Regions from separate parts of the Sus scrofa genome. Here region 2 is linked to region 1. The links are chromatin contacts, called in public HiChIP or PLAC-seq maps. All regions are on one chromosome and are shown on one strand. The core of a region is the stretch at or near the end of the contact, and the rest is flanking DNA. Distances in the headings are between cores, read along the strand shown. Region 1 holds the start of VAMP3 (vesicle-associated membrane protein 3). Region 2 holds the start of PARK7 (Parkinsonism associated deglycase).

Region 1 (6,535 bases), core at 2,655-5,154:
CAATATTAAAAAAGGAAAAACAAAATTGAAGGAATCACGCTTGCCCATTTCAAAATGTGGAGCTGGACAACTGGATAACCGCGTGCAAAAGACGGCACCTGGACCCTGACCTCACCCCATCGATGAAAATCAACTCAAAATGGACCAATAACCTAAGGACAAGAACTAAAACTATAAATCTCTCAGGAGAAAACTGAAGGGTAAATTTTTCTAACTTTGGAATGGGAAAAAGGGAGAATGGGGAGTGGCTGCTAAATGCAAACAGGGGAGATGAAAAGACTCCAACTAGACAGGGAACGGTTACTAACACTCTGAATGGGCCAAACACCACTGAACTGTACATTTTAAAGTTGTTAACTGTATGTTATGCAAACTTCACCTCAATCAAAAACAACAACAACAAAAACCCCTCCTTAAAATTCTTTGGGTTAGGGAAAAGGATCCAGCTTGATTTTGTAAGTAAACAAAAGTCTCTTGGAGGATGGCATTCAAATGAGTTTCTTGGCGTTAAATATAAACATTTCAGAATTAAATCCATAAACAAAACCATCAGACCAAAACTTTACCCAATGATTTAACAAGGGAATCTAACATTAGTTTAACGCGGCTTTTTCAGGCATCGAAGTGCAGGAAGACCGGGATGCAGCTGTTTAGCGGTGATGGCTTTCAGGACTATGGAACTAGGGCAACACTAGTCTGAACTGATCAAAGGCTCTTCCGTTGCAGGTCTGCACACACAGGGCAAAACAAAAGGTGCTGAGAAGGCCTCCTAACCGAGAATCTGACCATCACAGACCTGCTGGGCTTGAACAGTCTGCCAGCACCTGCCTTCTGCATGTCCATGGACAACCATCTACGGAGACCTGCTGGGCTGGGCAACTAGTGAGTCAGGCTACTGGAAAATAGCACTTTGGTGAAAAGTCTGGTCAGAAGGATTGGTCCTGGCTTGAGCCATGTGCAGGTCTAGTCCTTAAAATCCTACTGCCTTAGTTTATAAAGTGCTCCTCTTTCACTTTTCTAATTTTTAAATTTATTGTGGCAAGACACACATTACAAAGTGATTCTTGGAGGAATGTTCTCAGGGAGGAGAGTCTGTACTTTAGGTGTGTGATTCAGCGGCAGGAAAACAAGCTTGAAACCAGGAGAGCGTGACTTCTCAGGAGCTTAGATAAGGGTTTTCAAAACCAGGGGCACTTTTTTGTTACACTTGTGAGAGTCGAAATTTACTTTACATTTACACTTTTATGATACTTTTTCTAAACAGAATTATTTCCAAAGCCTTCCCATCTTGGCTTAAAATGCAACAACATTGGAAAGCAATACCTCGTCCACTTGATTTTGTGTCTGCTGAAGTCTTCTGTTGCTGCCAGCGGCAGCGCTGGAACCTGCAGGCGCACCTGTCGACCTGAGGTAAAGGCACAAGCATGGGTAAATGAGGATTCCAAACACACTTCTCCAAGTGTGAAGGTGCACTCCAGGACACTCAGTGTTGGGAATTTCAGCACTAAAGCGGAAAAAGGAAATCCTTCCTGCAGTAATGAACAAAGGTTCTAATGCCATTTCTTCTAGTTTCTCTATAATTTCAGAGATTCACCCACATGTTAAAAGTGATCAAGGTCTGAAATGAGATTTAACAGGATCTACTTTGTATCACAAAAGCACCTGATCCTAAGATAAGTAAACTCTATTTTCCCTATTTTTTTGCCTTTTTTTAGGGCTGCGCCCTGCAGCTTATGGAGGTTCCCAGGCTAGTGGTGGAATCGGAGCCACAGCTGCCGGACTACACCACAGCCACTGCAACTGGGGATCCGAGCTGCGTCTGCAACCTACACCACAGCTTGTGCCAACGTGGGATCTTTAACCCACTGAGCGAGGCCAGGGATTGAACCCACATCCTCATGGATCCTAGTCAAGTTCATTAACCGCTGAGCCCCGAAGGGAACTCCTATTTTCCCATTTTTTATGACTTGTTTGAAGGTATAAGTCTACTTAAATGCACTCAGCAATCTTCTGATCTTTTCGCTGTGGCAAAGAATTGTATAAACAATCATAAAATGCCCTTTTCCAGTATGAGGAAATAGATTCACTTAGAGAAACAGAGTTGGGAAGACCCAGATGCCGAGTAGAAGGCACTGGGAGTGGAAAAGGTAAGACGAAGCCACGCTTCTTCTTCGCTAAATAGGTACTTTTTTTTTTTTTTTGTATGTTTGCCTTTTAGGGCCACACCCGCAGCACATGGAGGTTTCCAGGCTAGGGGTCCAATCGAAGCTACAGCTGCCAGCCTACACCACAGCCACAGCAACTCGGAATTTGAGCCTCGTCTTCGACCTACACCACAGCTCGTGGCAACGCCAGATCCTTAACCCACGGAGTGAAGCCAGGGATCGAACCCGTGTCTTCATGGATGCTATTTGGGTTAGCTAAGTGCTGAGCCACAACAGGAACTCCAAAAAGGTGCCTCTTTTAAACCCTCATTGAAAGCTTTATTTTTCCCCAGGCAGACCTTTCACGACCACGCAGGCTAGGAAGTCCTAATTGCTTCCATTACTTGGTTGGCAATGCTTTGATTTTTCATGTATTAATAGAGTCTTGCCCTCTCTAACAGATCACCGACTCCTGTGTCTTACACGTCTCTTCCAGTATCCCAGACAGCACCTAGAGCACTTATCTTGCATATAACAGCCACTGATTCATTGATTCAACAGTTATTTCATATCTATCATGTGTCAAAGACCAATGATAAAGGAGATCCCACCCTTGCCCTCAGAGAGTTTATTGTCTGAGAGATAACAGCAAAGGGCCATGTGTTGGTGCATCTTCTCATTTAATCCCCAAAACTCTTTGAGGGAACACTATTGTTAACCTCATTTTATAGATGAATAGCTTTAGAAAGTTGACACCACTGGCTGCAGTGGCGCCTGTGTTTAGATTAGGTTCTGCATAATTCTACAGATCTGGACTTCACACACCGAGAGCCGGCACGGCAGCTTCAAGGAGGTACATACACTCCGGAGTGGTGTCTCTTGCTCCGTTAGGAACCCTAGGAAAGCACCCATTCCTTTCTCCTCTGGGGTGAGCACTGAGCAGGCTGGAGTGGGGACAGGGGCTCCCTGTGATTTTTGACACTTAAGAGTTCCCTGGATGTTACCACCGGAAACTCCCCGCTTTCAAGGGTCACAACAAGAATGCTTCGGCTTAAAAAAAAAAGAGAGAAGGCCTACGGCTATGCGCCCGAGTCCACTCTGACCCACTCTGACCGCAAGTGCCTCAAGACAGGGCTGAAGGCCCCTCCCTTGCAACTTCCGGAGCCCAACCCAACCCGATAGCGAGCAGGTCTCCAGGACGAGGGCAGTGGCCACAGCTCCCCTCAGTCAACTTGGAACGGGAAGGAGGAGAAAATGGGACGGGGAGGGGCGGAGGGAGGGGAGGAGAAAATGGGACGGGGAAGGGCTTTCCCCTCCGCTGGGAAACACCGGCCGCCCCGCCCTCGCCCCTTCCGCGGCCGCGCGACCGCCGCAGGGCCCTCCGGGGCGGCAGGCAACGCCCAGGGCCGACCCGGCCCGTCTGCAGCTCGTATCCCCGGGGCCGCCCGCCGCCCACCCCCAGGCCTCGGGAGCCCCCGCGAAGCCTCGGCCCGCGTCCGAGACGCTGCAGAAGGGAGCCAGGCCGAGCCGGGCCGGGGTCCCAGCCACTGGCCGCCGCCCCCAGGGCCCGAGGTCGCTCCGTGTCGCCTTGTGTCACTCACATTTCGGCGGCGGCGACAGCGGGCGAGAATCGACGAAGAGGCGCAGCGGGACCTGAGGCGGGGAACCTGGGCGGGGCCAGGCGCAGGCGGCGGTGGCGGCGGCGCGGGGCCGATGACGTCAAAGGGAGGGGCTGACGGGGTGGACGGGGCGTGCGCGGCGGCGAGGGGCGCGCCGGAAGGGGCGGGGCGCCTCGGGGGCGGGCCCGGAGGGCGGTTCCGCTCCCTCCCCCCACGGCCGGCCGCCCTGACCCTGGGGGCCCGGAGCCTTAGTCCCGGGAAAGGGACTGTGTGGGTGGTCGGGGGTGGGGGCGCTTTACGTTATTCTGGGCCCGTGGGTCATTCCTGTGGCCGTGACGGTATCAGTGACAGCCCATGGGCTTCTGCTTAACGTTGCGTCTTACCCAGTGATGCTAGAGACACCGCATTTCCCCAGGAAACTTTTAAAATAAGACCTGAAGCTCCTTCAGGGTATTCGTCAGAGGCATTGATTGGGCCTAGGGTCCCTCTCTTCGTGTAGTCATTTGTGACACAAATATTTGTCATTGCACAGAGCTTATTATAACCCGTTTACAGGAGCCTTCACATCAGTAACTGGGCTTTGTATGGTTCTGTATTTCTGGACCCCCCCAGTAGGGAGTAGGTCCCCAGCTTTTGATTTGGGTTGAGGCCCAGGCACCAATTCAGTGAGTTACTCTGCAAGGTATTAAATTGCTCCTGACATTATTCCTACCACCACAGGCAACTCCTACACTAAACAAACACCACAGAACACCGGGAGGTCAACCGGCAGATTCGATGAGAAATGAAAAAATAAACACCAAACTGTCTGTTGCAACCCTAAATGGGATAATTGGAAAAAGAAATATTGATGTATATTAAAATAAACAGGAGAGTTCACTATATAAAAAAATTAGGAAATACAGTAGAAAATTGACAGAACACTGTAAACTAGGCTATAATGAAAAAATTTTAAATCACTACATGAACAAATAAAAATAGACAAGAAAGCAAGACAGAGGAGGTGAGATTTGAGTTGGATCAAGTGGCAAAAAGGAGAGTTTCCAGGCATGGGAGGAACAACCTTTCATAGACAAAGAAACTCAAGATGGACCTGGTTTGAACAGACCGAGGAGGTGCGGGTGGTGGTGGGACTGGTGCAGGTTAGGGCACAGGTGAAAATAAGATTGAATAAAAGGTAAAGACTAACAAGCAAGGAGAATGGCATGTAAACACAGTGGGCTCTCGAAACCGTTGAAGTCTCATGGATTGCGGCAGATCTGTCACCCAGAACTTGTCCAGCAGTAGCCCCGGGATGGATCAGAAGGAAGAGGGTCCACCAGGGAGACAGGAAGGTCTGTGGTGAAAGGGAATGAGATGAGCGACCAAATGCTCAGAAAGGAAGGCTTTAAAAAAACTGCAGAGGGTTTTAACTGGAAAGGTGAATTTGGATCCGTGTCTTCAACTTTCTGCACGTAGACAAGTGATTGATGTGTTGAGAGGTGCTGGAGAAGACAGTTGGCAAGCAAGTATTCTAGGAATAGTGGCTCTGAGAAATTTCTTCTTTCCTGAGCAGATCTGAAGCTATGTGACGTTCGCTGTCAAAATACTGCATTGGGAGTTCCCACTGTGCCATAGTGGGTTAAGAGCCCAACTGCAGCAGCTTGGGTCCCTGCGCAGGTGTGGAGGTGCAGGTTTGATCCCGGGCCAGGTGCAGAGGGTTAAAAGAGCTGGTGTTGCTGCGGTGTGTTTGATGACATAGGTCACAGCTGTGCCCTGGATTCAGTCCCTGGCCCAGGGACTTCCATATGCCGCACTGGTGGCCATTAAAAACAAACAAACCAAAAAAACCCACCCAAACAACAAAAACAGGCATTCCTACTGTGACACAATGGGATCAGCGACCTCTCTGCAGGGCCAGGACACAGGTTCGATACCCAGCCCAGCACAGTGAGTTAAGGGATCTAAGCTGCCACTTGGATCTGATCCCTGGCCTGGGAATTCCATGCGTGCCTCAGGGCGGCTAAAAGAGAAAAAAAGAAAAGAACAAACACACAAAAAACTGTATCGGGATAAAAGGAAATATTTAAAATGATTTCAAAGGAGTCGAAACATACTGATTTCTAGATGAGGTGAAGTTAAGGCAAAACACACAAAGTATGGGGAAATTTTCTTCGTTTTTAATTTACAGCAGAAAGAATATAAAGCATTCAGAAAACATTTTCCATATTTTAAGGGCAATTCAAAACATTTTGCATGGTTTCCAGCAGCTGAGTTCTTCAACAGATCCATTGATTCAATGAGGCTCTGCATGCACAATTACAAAAATAAAACTTACAAAAAGAAGACATCTAGACTAGTTTTACATGCAAGTCTCAGGGACCCCCCGTTGGGCGCCAACTACTGTGTGGAACTGCCATAAGCGACCGTGCAGCCAGAGAGGGGTTCGAGTTATTGTCTGGATTTCGTTCACACAGTACAGCTGATTTCAAATGGGTAACAAGAAGAGCAATTCAATCTTCAGGAGACAGAATAAGATGAGCTATTAATTTTATAATGAAATCCTACTCCTGGCACTTGGGAATTGAGATTATCCAAGAAAGCTGCACTTGCCTATCATCTTATATTCAAAATTAAGATTCACAACCAAGAGAAAAGTGGTCAGAAACACTTCGTTTCCGCGGGGGTGCTTTTGTACCTCACCTGGGATTCACAGTTGTACTGATAAGTTGAACTGGTAGGTTCTGCACCTACTTCCTATCCCCTCCTTAAGAACGCTCCTAATGCTATGTC
Region 2 (5,969 bases), core at 3,243-5,742, 160 kb before region 1:
AACAGTTTCAAACTTGCTGAAATTACAATATAGAAATTGGTTTAACAACAGTGTTTTAAAATACCTGAAAAGTTTTTAAAATTTAGTCATTAAGCCAATTATGAAATGAATTTAGTACACTTTTAGTGCAACACGTATTACTTAGAATTACTTTCAAAGACTATAAACATCCGGCGTTTTTTTTTAAACCGAGGAAAACTAAAAACAAAATCTGTAAAGTACAGAAATTCTTTCACCCTTTTAGAAACTTAACTAGGCAATCAACAGACAGCAAGACAAAGTAACCACTGCTCTAAGACACCCAGACCTGACCAGAGGACAAGAAAAACAGGGAAGGAATATTTACTTCTACTCTCTCGTGTTTAAACTGCTGTGCAGAAAGTTTCAACAATTTATATGTAAATACCAACACTCTTACAGGCAGGCCACAGCCTCGCTCTGAATATTCGAGTGTATGAGAAAGGAATACATGTTTTCAGCACCTAGGACCCAGAAGCACATGGACTCATTCTCCCAGGTTCCCCAGCAGAGCACAAAAGGCCATCGTGAGCTGGCGCTGCCGCCTTTCTGCCACATTTCTCCTCCAAGGGGGCACAGCCCACACTCCTGCCACCCCAGCCCCTTCGGCCTGAGCCCTGTGAGAGCGGCTGCCAAAGTGTGGGTGGGCACATGTCTGAGGGACTGCACCTCTCGACAGATTCCCATAAATGCTGGTCCCCTCAAAGTGAGGACTGCATTTCTAAAGATACTGAAACAGTGACACAATTTACAGAGAACTCTTACTCCTCCCTGCATCCAACCACGAGCCTCCTATGAGCTGTTCCGTGTAAAATGAATCACACAACCACGCCTGTGTCACCGCCAAAGGAAAGAAAAGCAGCTTTTGAAAAAGAAAAAAAAAAAGGAGCATTCCAATAAAGAGTAAGAAATGACGGGGAAACACGCAGGTGACCCTGCTGTTTTAAGGAATGTGACCCTAACAGGAGGCGAGGCTGCAGGCACCCACACCGCCTACGCTCGGAGGCGGGGCCCTGCCAGCTTCCGCGGACACAGAATGGAAGGCGAAGCTCTCCACTTCGCAGGGCCAAGTTTAGTGGCAAAGACGTCCAGGCAAAGTCACCTTCTTACAATAAGCCTGTGCTAACGGCAGCCTTAGGTGCAGTCAAAGACAGCTCAAGAAACCGGCAAAGGAGCCACAGGAGGAGTCATTCCCAGGATGGAGCACAAACCTCTTTTTTGGCATCTTCCAGGCTGGCGTCGGGACAAATGACAACATCACGGCTACACTGCACCGGATCTTTTCCAGCCAGGCCTGCAACGGTGACCTTAATCTAAGAGAAAGACGTCATCGTGATATTTCATAACACTGAAACATAAATTTAGAGTAACATTTTCACAGCTGCCATGTGTCTTAAAAAAACTTGGCAGGAAATACTGCAACAAAGCCATGCTGACTTTAGGCTCATGTGCTGCTTAACTATCGCTCATCTCTAGGTCTGTCCCCGTTGCCTGTGATGCTGTCCCAGCACTCTGTCTGCCTCATGTCCTTCCTCCCACCAAGGGGTCTGGTTTGGGTGATCAATCAATATGATCATTCTATCCACAATCCACCTGCCAAGGTGCTGTTGCCATTTAAACCTCACGGGATTTTTGTAAGGTAGAGACGTGAGCTAAAACAACAAAATACTACCCTACCTTGCAAAAATGTATAAAGTAGAAAATACTGAGAAAAATGGGAATTTTCCTCAAGGCTTGTGGGCCCAGGTATCAGCACTTTAGTCTGTTTTGTTGTTTTGTTTTTGGCGGTGGTGAGCAGCGGCTCGATGTGGGATCTGAATTCCCAGACCAGGGATCGAACCTAGGCTGCAGCAGTGAAAGTGCCGAGTCCTAACCATTAGACCACCAGGGAACTCCCACATGCTAGTATTCTGGATGGTTTGACAGAATCCAATAACATCGACCAACTGACCAGCACGTCCTTTTAGGCTCAGAGTCTAGAGAACTTCCACACTCCGAACAAGGAATCCTGTCCCAGAGCGTGACAATCCTGTGAAGCGATGTAACAGAAGAAAGGACAGTGCAGGCATCTTCCTGTGGTGCGATACTGAGCAGCAATTTTAAATTAAGCAGACTAGATCGGTATCTTTAGTACAGCATGAGCACTTTAAATATTTCACTGACTGATGGATGGATGGAATAATGTCTCTGTGCCTCCATTTCTTTAACTGTAAAAGGAGGATGGCAATAACTTTTTATTATTGCCCTTGGTGTAACTTGCAACAGCAGAGTTACGACTCAGAGTTGTTGTAACATTTTAAGAGAATGCAAGTGCTCAGAATGACACCCAGTATGCAGTACAAGCTATGTAAGTATTCAATGTTATGATACAGGTTTATAATACAGACAAAATGAGAGCTGGAGCCTAATGCTACTTGAAAGACATGCACAGGATGGATACACCTTAGTGTGAGAAGAGTCTTGATCTCCAGGCCCAGAAGGGGAATAGGATTAGGGAAATTTACAAACAGGGCTTTAGGATGCTTTATTCCTTTAAAACACGTTTGTTCTTCAAGAAACAGGTGTGACCTGGAGAAGAGACTTGCGTTCCCAGAAGGGAGGGGCAAGGGGAGGGGCATATTGGGAGTCTGTGCTCAGCAGATGCAAACTACTACACATACAATGGATAAACAACAAAGTCCTACTGTACACCACAGTGAACCATATTCACTTTCCCATAATAAACCATAATGAAAAAGAAAATACAAAACAGAACGTGTGTGTGTGTGTATACACATACGAATCACTCTGCTGTACGTCAGAAACCAACACGACACTGTAAATCAACTACACTTCAATTAAATAAAATTTAAAAAAAAAAAGAAACAGGGGGGTTCCTGTCGTGGCTCAGCAGAAATGAATCTGACTAGGATCCATGAGGATGCAGGTTTGATCCCCGGCCTCACCTGGTGGATTAAGGATCCAGCATTGCTGTGAGCTGTGGTATAGGTCACAGATGCGGCTCAGATCTGGCATTGCTGTGGCACAGGCCAGCGGCTACAGCTCAGATTCAACCCCTTGCCTAGAAACCTCCTTATGCTTCAGGTGTGGCCCTAACAAGACAAAAAAAAAAAAAAAAAAGAAACAAAACAAAAAAACAGGTCTGTAAGAAATATGGGATGTTAACAAGTACTAAACGTGGAAAAGTGTATAAACAGGTAATTGGTTCTATGTAGTCTCTGTACGGTCGTGTACTTTTAAAATATTTCATAAAGTACACCGAACATTACTCCATTCAAAATGACAAAAATCAATTTAAAAAAAAAAAATGTTTTAAAAGGGAGGAGGGCTAGAAAACTTTGGAGGACTTACTCCAGCTCGTCTCATGACATCTACAGGAATAACCGTCTCCATCTCCTCTGCTCCTTTAGCCAGGATGACCAGAGCCCTTTTAGAAGCCATTCTTATGTTGTATTTTCTGAAGACTTAACTGGAAAGAAAGAAAAAAAAAAGATTTCGGAAAAACTTTCACCCTCTAAGAGCCAAAAACTTTCAATTTAGAAACTTTTTTAAGCAGAGTAACTAAGTGCTCCTACAGAAAGGTTTTGATAGACAAGCACAAATGAATAGGAAGAAGCACTTTAGGGTTCCCAAAGAATTTCAGCTGCTGCTCTTTGAGGTGAAAACACAGTAAGGTTGCCACCACGTGTCATTATTGCTTAGATTTTGTTTTTTTTTAAATCCAATTTCCAATAACATATCACAGATGAGGTTTTCCAAGACCCAAGTTCCTAGGTCTTGCATTTCACACAATGCGGGGGAGATAAAACGCCTCCTTTTTCAAGCACTAGTTCACAAGGACGGGACTGAACTTTCACGGGTAAAAAACGAAATACACAGGTTTTAACTATTAGCCCCTGAAATTTTTGGAGGAATTTTTTTTTTTTTTTTTTTAGTTCCAATAACTGCACTGAAAATTCTGGGGCGGGGTGGGGGTTAACAGTGTTAAATATTTGAACACTTTTTTTTCTTAAATGACAGATTAAGATGGGAATCCCCCTCGTTAAACCCAATCCTGCTAGACTGTCTCTCTTTGCACTTAGCTCTCTTACACAGGAGAGCTGCTAAGCTAGGGTCTGAACAGCTTATAGCCTACTCTTTTTCTAGAGTTTGTTTTCCGTGCAAAACGGATTATAATAAAATGACGTCAGCAAACACAAGATTAACTAGCCCCAAGCGGGTGGGACGGTATGCACGCAAATTTTCGCAGCCGTAGAGCTGGTACCACGCCGGCGGCCGAAGGCGTCATCCGCTCACCCCGGGAGGCCGCCTGATTCCATTCGTGCTCCCCAAGGCCCTGAGCCTTGCGGACCCTCTGGGGCGCTCCCTTCCGCGGCCCCGCCACCCTCCAGCGGGGGCTCAGCACCCCCTCGCCGCCCCCAGAGCCACGGCCTGCGCACGCGCCGCGCTCCCCAAGGCCCCGACCTGAACCTCGCTTCTTCCCGCAGACGCAGCGCTTCGGCCCGTTCTGGTCCCTGCGAGGACAACTGGGCCAGAACCGGACTAAACGGGAATCTACCCGAGTACGCACGCGTGCCCCCAGGCTCTGGCCTCAGTCCCGCACCGCGCAGGCGCACGCCGTCCGGCTTGCCATCGCCCCGCACCGCGCAGGCGCACGCCGCCGGCCGGCATCCTCGCCCCGCACCGCGCAGGCGCACGCCGCCGGCCGACATCCTCGGCCCCGCACTGCGCAGGCGCACGCCGCCCGGCCGGCATCCTCGGCCCCGCATCCTCGGCCCCGCATCCTCAGCCCCGCACTGCGTAGAGATAGGGCGCGGGCCTCGCGTTCCGTCACATCCGGCCGAACCCAGCTTGGAGAACCTTGGGGTTCGCCTGCCTGTTGTACCCCTACAGTGCTCCCGGGCGCACCCTGAAATGAACCCGCTTTGTGCCTCAGCGTGGACGTGTTGTGCGGTCTAGAGAGCCGTGGCGGCTTTCTTTAAACACACAATTTAGCAAAACAGAATTGTTTCTTTACGTCGCCTGTGTGGACCTGGGTCTCCCTTTGCATTGTTCCTATTTCCTGGAGCTCCTTCTCGAACTATTAGGATTCTCCTCCGCACTATTAGGATTCTTCAAAGTCTTCCCAAGCTTCATCACCTGTTCCCGTGACTAATTGGGTTAGGATGGATAATTTCACGTGTATTAGTTTCTCAAAAAACAATTTTTTTTTTAAGTATTCCAATGCTGCTTCTGCATCCACAGGATTAGTGTGACCGCTGAGCACATAATTCAGACCTATCTCCAGGTGTACCTGGGAGATAACACATGGGTCCCAGACAACCGCTATAAAGCAGCTATGCAATAAAGGAAGACAGGACTTTTTTTGGTTTTCTAGTGCACATAAAGTTACACTATAGTCTATTAAGTGGGCAATAGCATGTTTTAAAAAGTACATACCATATTTTAAAAATACCTTATTCCTGGAGTTCCCCTTGTAGCTCAGCGTTGAGGAACCCAATTAGTATTCATGAAAATATGGGTTCTATCCCTGACTCGCTCAGGGGTGTTAAGTATCTGGCATGGCGGTGAGCTGTGATGTAGGTCGCAGGTGCAGCTTGGATCTGGCGTGGCTGTGGCTGTGGCAGGCAGCTGTAGCTCCCATTCCTCCCCTAGCCTGGGAACTTCCATATGCAGCGGGTGCGGCCCTAAAAAGCCAAACAAAACAAAATAAAAAAACCCACGGTAGCCCTCCCAAATTTCCCTATAAAATCTAATACAAGCTGGCCTTCCTTTCATCTCCTTGCAGTTGCCTATGGTTCGCCTTAGTTGGCTTGTCCTGAATTGCAATCCTTCTACTATTCGTTAAACTCATCTTGGCTAGCTAAAGGCCTTGTTATTTTATTTTTTTAAGAGCCACAATCTCAAAGTTTAGTTTTGGAAATCTTTGAATATTGCTACTTTTGCTAGTC

Evidence for each region. HiChIP or PLAC-seq counts read pairs in DNA pulled down with a chosen protein or histone mark.
Region 2: an H3K27ac HiChIP or PLAC-seq map of alveolar macrophages shows a contact between it and region 1. The contact joins the promoter of PARK7 here to the promoter of VAMP3 in region 1. A contact is called at or near these places in 1 of 5 promoter capture datasets (liver), 1 of 47 Hi-C or Micro-C datasets (liver) and 1 of 2 datasets of contacts at active chromatin or transcription factors (alveolar macrophages).

What each region holds. Positions count from the first base shown.
Region 1 is chr6:68,471,290-68,477,824 of Sscrofa11.1, reverse strand. VAMP3 (vesicle-associated membrane protein 3) reads right to left here and starts at 3,904. Exons shown (of 5, transcript XM_021095270.1): 1 at 3,746-3,904; 2 at 1,324-1,405. The coding sequence starts at 3,747. CAMTA1 (calmodulin-binding transcription activator 1) reads right to left here. Exons shown (of 23, transcript XM_021097514.1): 23 at 5,903-6,535.
Region 2 is chr6:68,627,850-68,633,818 of Sscrofa11.1, reverse strand. PARK7 (Parkinsonism associated deglycase) reads right to left here and starts at 4,492. Exons shown (of 7, transcript NM_001078663.1): 1 at 4,483-4,492; 2 at 3,370-3,487; 3 at 1,230-1,331. The coding sequence starts at 3,459. TRNAE-UUC (a tRNA gene) reads right to left here and starts at 1,909; the gene lies at 1,838-1,909.